Linked DNA regions of Mus musculus: region 1 is linked to region 2. The links are chromatin contacts, called in public promoter capture Hi-C maps. All regions are on one chromosome and are shown on one strand. The core of a region is the stretch at or near the end of the contact, and the rest is flanking DNA. Distances in the headings are between cores, read along the strand shown.

What was found. Promoter capture Hi-C pulls out the DNA fragments that hold promoters and counts their contacts.
Region 1: a promoter capture Hi-C map of liver shows a contact between it and region 2, with 3 times the contacts expected there. The contact joins the promoter of Ostm1 here to the promoter of Ppil6 in region 2. A contact is called at or near these places in 5 of 39 promoter capture datasets (the 3T3-L1 cell line, hippocampal neurons, liver and 1 more) and 1 of 9 other capture datasets (adipose tissue).

Annotation. Positions count from the first base shown.
Region 1 is chr10:42,677,563-42,681,497 of GRCm38.p6, forward strand. It overlaps Ostm1 (osteopetrosis associated transmembrane protein 1), which reads left to right and starts at 1,354. Exons shown (of 6, transcript NM_172416.3): 1 at 1,354-1,835. The coding sequence starts at 1,422.
Region 2 is chr10:41,488,758-41,492,660 of GRCm38.p6, forward strand. It overlaps Ppil6 (peptidylprolyl isomerase (cyclophilin)-like 6), which reads left to right and starts at 1,682. Exons shown (of 8, transcript NM_028430.1): 1 at 1,682-1,864. The coding sequence starts at 1,724. It overlaps Smpd2 (sphingomyelin phosphodiesterase 2, neutral), which reads right to left and starts at 1,583. Exons shown (of 10, transcript NM_009213.2): 1 at 1,226-1,583; 2 at 707-803; 3 at 518-594; 4 at 174-267; 5 at 1-66. The coding sequence starts at 1,275.

The DNA.
Region 1 (3,935 bases), core at 104-2,603, 1.2 Mb after region 2:
TTAATTAATTAATTAATTATTTTACACTCCATATTTTATTACCCCCCCCAACTCTCCGACTGATCCACATCCCGTACCTCCTCCCCATACCTCTGTCTCTACATGGATGTCCCCACCCCTCACATCCTACTCTTGAGCACATTATATCCTGGCCTCTTGCTTTATTCCAGTGTCTACTGCAATGACTTATTAATAGGCTTTCTTTTGATTTGTTATTATGGTTCTCTCTCTCTCTCTCTCTCTCTCTCTCTCTCTCTCATGTCTCTGGGTTGACAGAATGCTTGCTTGCTTAGCACACACCAGGCCCTGGGTTTGGTCTCCAGCACCACAAACACCTGGCAATGGGGGTACATGGTGGCACTTTCAGCAGGGAGGCAGGAAGATCAGAATTTCAAGGCCATTCTCTGGTATAGCGCAAACATGTTTCTTAGTGTGTTAGAGAACTAGCCTGAGTTACATGAGGCTTGTCTCCAAGAAGAAAAATACCTATATGTATTAATATTATATAATGTATACATATTTATTATCATAACATATATTATACATTACATAATATACAATATAACATATTACAACATATCATAAAATGCTACGTGTCACATATTACATGTTATATATTAATATTACATATTATGTTACAATATGTTATGTAATATATGGTATAATAATCGTATAATATAGAATATATAATAATAACATAGTGGGGTATGCTCAAGTGTATGTATTAGGTAGGATTTCTATTGCGCTAAAACACTACACCCAGATCCGAGCCGTACACAGGTGTCACTAGTCAGATAGTTATATTTAAATTAAGTGACATTGGACAATTAGTTCTATCATCGTAGTAGCTACAATTCAAGGGTTCAGCTGCTACATGTGGGTAGTGGCTTCCCTATTAACTAAGACGTGGACTATATTCATCACCCCAGGAAGTTCTGTTCGGGGTAGATAGTTGAGAATTAAAATCAATCAATCAAGCCTTTTGAAGCCACAAGTTCCAAAACCAGAACTGCCAACGGATGTTATCCACTCTCCAGAGGAGATGAAGAAATTTTACTAATCCAGAGCCAATGAAAATGAACACCTGCCCAAACCATCAGTCTACTGGGTTTTTCTGGGAGCTCACTCGGCAGTCATCTCCCTGGAGTTCCAGCAACCAGAACAAACTCCACAGGCTCATGGAAGGCGGGGAACTGCAGGGTGCAGAGCGTGCAAGACGGAGGCCTGGGATGCACTGGGGTTGCAGCAGCTCTACAGACCTCCAAGCGGGGCGCGCTCACACCCGCGCGCCTCCGGAGGCAGGTGGGCGGGGCCGTGACGCACTCACCTCGTGACTCCACTCAGGGCCTGCGCCGGCCGAAGCCGGAAGCGGCTGCTGTCGGAAGCACCGGGCGAGCTATCTGTTACAGTCCGGCCCGGGGATGGCTCGGGACGCGGAGCTGGCGCGCAGTAGCGGGTGGCCGTGGCGGTGGCTGCCGGCGCTGCTGCTGCTGCAGCTGCTGCGGTGGAGGTGCGCCCTGTGCGCGCTCCCCTTCACCAGCAGTCGGCACCCAGGCTTTGCGGACCTGCTGTCGGAGCAGCAGCTGTTGGAGGTGCAGGACTTGACCCTGTCTTTGCTGCAGGGCGGAGGTCTAGGGCCGCTGTCACTGCTACCTCCGGACCTGCCGGATCTGGAGCCTGAGTGCCGGGAGCTGCTGATGGACTTCGCCAATAGCAGCGCCGAGCTGACCGCCTGTATGGTGCGCAGCGCTCGGCCCGTGCGCCTCTGCCAGACCTGCTACCCGCTCTTCCAACAGGTCGCAATCAAGATGGACAACATCAGCCGAAACATCGGGGTGGGTAGAGGAGCAGCCTCGGCACCTGGGGGGGGGGGGGGTTGGGAAAGTAAGGAAACGGCATTGGACGGTCTGTGGAGTTAGGGTATCAGAAACAAGCGGGTGACTTTAGGGGCTTATGGCTTGGAATGCTGTCCCCCTGGATGCTGTAAGCCGGCATCTTCTTGGGACAGGTTTGCTGGAACATTGCAGCGAACATACCCAGAGCCACCAGTTTCTATCAGTGTGACCTTTATTATTTTTCAAAGTATTGAGTTCGGTTCCATCCTGTTTATCAGCTTGTTCTCTGGCAAGTTAGTGACATTCTCTGCTTGTTTTCTCATCCGGAAAGTGGGGACAAAGAGAGGCCACACAAAGCGACATACAGTAATAGTTCGTGGTCGGTGAGTTGCCATTTTAGGATAGTCTGCCTTCTCTGTAACTCGAGAGCTTTCCTGGTCACTTGGAAGGTAATGTGAAGGACTTAATGAAGGCAAACCAAAAGAGGAAGACACAGTCTTTGCCTCTAAGAACTGTATAAATTAGGAAAGGATTACGGTGTCGGCCACCGTGAGAGTCACAGGGTTGCCTGGTAAAGGAAAAATAAGGAGGACACAGGGATTGGGGGTGGAAATGGTTCTTGCGTCCTGAGGGGCCAAGTAGTCTCATGAAAAATGTGGCTTCAGTTGCTTTAGAGGTCGTAATTGACTAAACTAAATAGAAATGTCAATAGGTGTATCTTGTTTTTAATCTAGCCTAATGTTACTAAGCAGATTTTTTTTTTTTTTGTAAATGGGGACATTCATTTGCATTAAGTAAAGTCCAGAGTCACTCTTTGTGGAAAGATTTGGCTTTCAAGGCAGTTTAAATAGGAGTGCATGCAGTATTTTTCAGATTCGCTCCTTTCTCTATGACTTTAATATGCAGCGTTGTATTTGATTTTGAGCAGTTACATTAAATAAGCTGTTTTTAGGGAGTCTTTTCATTCTATTTTAATTTAATTAATGTATTTATTTGTGATGAAGTTTCTTGTCGCCCTGACTGGCCTTGAACTCACCGAGTAGCAGAGGATCACTTGACCCCTCCTGCTTTCCCCTCCCAGGTGCCTAGATTACGGACGTGTCACTATGGTCTGGTTTTATGCAGCTGTGAATAGAACCCATGACTTGTCCACGCTAGACAAGCTGTGTACTAACAGAGCCCCAACCCTGTCTTTAAAGTAGTCTACCAAGTAACAGGCTGGCATCTCCTCACAGTAACAGTTTGTCCACTCTACATCTCCTTTTCTCCAAGTTCCTGCTTCACATCTCCGTTGTACCCTCCCACCTTCTGTAACTCCTCCCCCTTCCTTGTACCCTCCCACCTCTGTAACCTCCCCTTCCCCTCCCTCTCCGTTGTACCCCCAACTATCCATAACTCCTCCCTCTCCGTTGTACCTTCCGCACTATGACCCCCCTCTCCGTTTTACCCTCCCACCATCTGTAGCTCCTCCCTTTCCCTTGTACTATCTGTAACCCTTCCCCCTCCCTTGTATCCTCCCACCATCTATAACCCATCCCCCTCCCTCTCCGTTGTGCCCTCCCACCATTTGTAAGCCCTCCTTTTCAGTGTGACCCTTCCACTTTCATATCTCATGTGGTCTGTTACCCTCCCCCCTCCCTTCAGCTTCTTTTTGTTCCCTGTCTTATGGTCTCCTTCCTGATTTCCTGGCCTCTACTCAACACTCACTCCATGTTAATACACATATATAAGCATGAAAGGCTAGGATATGCATAGGATAGAACATGTAGCATTTGTCTTCCTGTGCCTAGATCATTTCACTTAATACCTGATTTTTTCAGTTTCATCAATTTTCCTGCAAATTTTATAATTTCCAGCTGCCTTTTCTTTAAAAAAAAAGAAAAAAACTTAAGTAACAAGGCCTCTTGTGGGCACAATGCCCATGAATGATGATGTTAACCTTGGGTCTTTGAGGCTATAGATGTTTTCCTTGTGTATGTAGATGCTGTGGAATTATGAGGCTTTAAAAAACATGATCCCAGTGGGCTAGAGTGATGGTTCAGGGGTTAAGAGCACTTGCTGCTCCTGCAGAGGATGCTGGTTCGATTCCCCGGTGGTATA
Region 2 (3,903 bases), core at 432-2,931:
CAGTCCACTTAGACGGAGCACCAGCAGCCCCACAGACTTCCCACAGAACCAGTCTCCATGATGGAACTGCAGGCAAGAGAAGACAAAAACTCAGGGTACTGACACCCTCCTGCCAAGGCCCCAGGAAGGCTGCGTCCAGTCTGTGTTAGCAAGGATAGGGAAGAGATCCTTACCATGTAGGGGTAACCATTCAGACTGTAGACATGCTGGAAGATTTCCTGGATTGGGTGTTTGGAGAACACACAGAGGCCACTGCCTATCATCCCGCTGAAAACCAACTCTTGCTTAATAACCAGAAGAGCAAGGAGGGGAGTACCCAGCCAGCCCTCTTCCCCTCCGCGGTCTCCCAGCTCTACTGCTAAGATCAACCCCAGAACAAAGCCTAAGACAGCAGCCCTTGCAAGATGAGGGTGACGGCCTGCTCTTCTCACACCCAGAGGAAGAAGATCGAGGGTGCAAGCAAGAATGTTGGAGAGCTTCCTCGTCTGAGAACAGGCTGAGAACACAGGCTTTTCACCTTCTGAAGTAGTGTGCATCTGGATAGGTGAGCGATAGCCTTTGCCTTAGGTACTGGAAGTCCTGCTCACTCCACACCTGAGGAAGAAGGTGAGGATACTTGCTTGGATTTCATCCCAGACAGAACAGTTTTCCTGCGCCGCCTGCCGCCTGCTGCCCTCCTCCAACCTAGCCTGCCCTACAACCTCACCTCCTCCAGGAGAGCCAGATCAAAGTTTTCCAAGTTCAGAAAGTCTCCCAAGCGCTTCATGCGGTCCGCCCTATGTTTGCTCAGGTAGGGGATGTCCCTAAAAGGGGTGGAGGACGCAGGGGGCAGAAGAGATGGGTCAGCAGTTCAATTTCCAGCAAGCACATGACAGCTTACAACTGTCTGTAACTCCAGTTCCAGAGAATCTGGCACCTTCACACAGACATACATACAGGCAAAACACCAAATGTACATAAAATAAAAGTAAATCATTTAAAAGGAAAGACATGGGCCAGGTTTGGGACGATTACTGCTGTCATCACCTCAGCTTTGGATGATAGGGACTTTGGTGATTGCTGCAACCACCCAAGCTCTGGTCTTTAGGCGATGTGGACTTTGGTGGTTCGGGAAGGACAGGGTCTAGCTCGGCTGAAGAAGACCTGCTTCCTTCCTAGGCATGTGCGAGAGGGGACTGGAAGGTGGCTCCGAGGCTGCAGCCCACGCCTGGGAGCACTTACTTACCAGCAGTTGAGATTGAAAACTCTCAGCCGTAGAGAAAAGTTGAGCTTCATGGCTGGAGTGCTTCGGAGCAAGGGCGGCGAGGCGGATTGCGCGCACAGGCTTATTGCCCTGTCCTGCGCTGCCCCGACCCAGGAACGCGAGCTGGTTGGGGGTGGGGGGCGACTCCTGCGTTACTGGGACAAAGGCCGTCCTTCCACCCGGAAAGAAGGTCGGCTGCAAATCCCGGGCTGGCTGCGCGAGGCCGCCGGCAGTCCTGGAAGGAATCTCGGGTGGACTGTTCCAGATTCTTAGGTCCTTCGGTGGGTTCTCCGCACCGCGGCCTACAGGTTCCTCCCTTGTTCCCGGCTCGGCTTCCACCAGCAACAGGCTTGAAGTTGATGCGAGGCCCCGCCCACGAACTCACTCAGGTCCCGCCCCTTGCGGGCGTTCGGGGAGGAGCCACGCGGTTGCCCTGGCGACTCGCACTATTTGTGTTCCGGGCTCTCTGCTGTCCCTGCCATGGCCACCCAGCAGCCGTGCCGGCCCAAGTCGAAGCCCCCAGCATGTCACGTGCGGTTGCCGCCCGAGCCGCCCCTGAAGCTGAAGGTGGTGGGGCTCTTCAAAAGCTCCAGCTTTCAGGTGTCAAAGACCATCGCTGAGGTAACCCCTCGCCCCAGACGCCGTGCGCACCTCAGCCCCCTGCCGCGGTGTCGCCTGCGCTGGCGGGCGGGGGTCCACGTTCTGTCCTAGGGCTGGATGGGGGCATAGAGAACAAATGCTGGTCGCAAGGAAGGGCGACCTGGAAGAGACTCGGAGCGCGAGCGAGCGTTCGCGGGGATCCGTATTGGGAAAATGGTAATTTCGGAACACCTATGCATGGAAATGCTAGTTCACGTGAAATTTTTTATTGGATTATGGATTTACAAAATTCAAAATTACGGGAAAATATTCAAAAGCTCCAGCTTTCAGGACCATCGCTGAGGTAACCCGGTGCCCCAGATACCACCTCAGCCTCCCCGCCTCTAGTTTAAAAAAAAAAAAGAAAAGAAAAGAAAAAAACACTTGTGATTTTTTTTAGTACTTTAATTTTGGAAGGGCCTTTCCTTTATAATTTCTGTAGTTGTTTCTGCATTTTAGCAGAATCAGATACTTTTCAGATTTTTAAGAGATGTCCCAGAAGTGCTGTGAAGAATCCAAGTATGAATTTGTAAACATGTAGAATGATATTTTATGCACCAGGAAACAAACAAATGTAGCCAGGTCAATCATGCCGCAGCACGCCTGCTACCTGGAAACAGGAAAAAACCTGGGGGGTACGGTGGTGAAATACACGCAGCCCTGAGCCAGCAACTAGTTTGTTTGTGCTTGTTTTTTCCAGCTGGAGAGCAAGGGCAGTAGAATTCACCCTCAGAACACACACACACACACACACACACACACACACACACACACCCTTGCTTGCTCTAGCATCCAGAGTGAAAGTGCTGTCTTGTGTGTGTGTTGGAAGATGAAGGCTTAGTGCTTGTGTTTGTTTCTTTATTGGGTTTTTTTTTTTTTTTTGGTATTTTTGAGACATGAACCAGTGTCTTACAGCTAAAGTGGCCTTCCTTCCTTCCTCCCTTCTCTCTCTCTCTCTCTCTCTCTCTCTCTCTCTCTCTCTTTCTTGTTTGACTCTCTTAAGACATTAATATTTCCTGTGGTTGTTCCACACTGCAGGCAAAGTGTTTGCAACCTTTTTTTTTTCTTCCTGGGAAGTTCAATTAGTAAATATGTTAGGTGTTCTGGGACACAGTCTTAGACTTATGTTGAGAAAAACAGTGTGCCCAGGTATGGTAACACAGGCACCCAAAAGGCCAAGACAGGAAGTTGATGGCCAGCCTGGGCTACATAGTTATTAATACTTTGTCTTCATAACAAAGCAAAGCGGTGGACACAGGATATAAGTGTTCTAATAAAACTTTATTGTAGGGGCTGGAGAGATGGCTCAGGGATTAAGTCACAACAAACACTGACTGCTCTTCCGAAGGTCCTGAGTTCAAATTCCAGCAACCACATGATGGCTCACAACCATCCTTAATGAGATCTGACTCCCTCTTCTGGAGTGTCCTTAAGGAGATCTGACTCCCTCTTCTGGAGTGTCTGAAGACAGCTACAGTGTACTTACATATAATAAATAAATAAATCTTTTTAAAAAAGACTTTATTGTAGATGCTGAGTTAGACATATATAATTTTGATATAACATGAAATATAATTCATCTTTTGATTATTTTCAACCATTAAAAGATACAAAGGGCTGGTGAGATGGCTCAGTGGGTAAGAGCACCCGACTGCTCTTCCGAAGGTCAGGAGTTCAAATCCCAGCAACCACATGGTGGCTCATAACCATCCATAGCAAGATCTGACTCTCTCTTCTGGAGTGTCTGAGGACAGCTACAGTGTACTTACATATAATAAATAAATAAATAAATAAATAAATAAATAAATAAATAAAAGAAAAGATACAAAATTATGTTTGACTGTCAGTTCTTTCAAAAACTGTTCAGAACCGGGCATGGTGGTGCACGCCTTTAATCCCAGCATTCCGGAGGCAGAGGCAGGCGGATTTCTAAGTTCGAGGCCAGCCTGGTCTACAGAGTGAGTCCCAGGACAGCCAGAGCTACACAGAGAAACCCTGTCTCGAAAAACCAAAAAAACAAA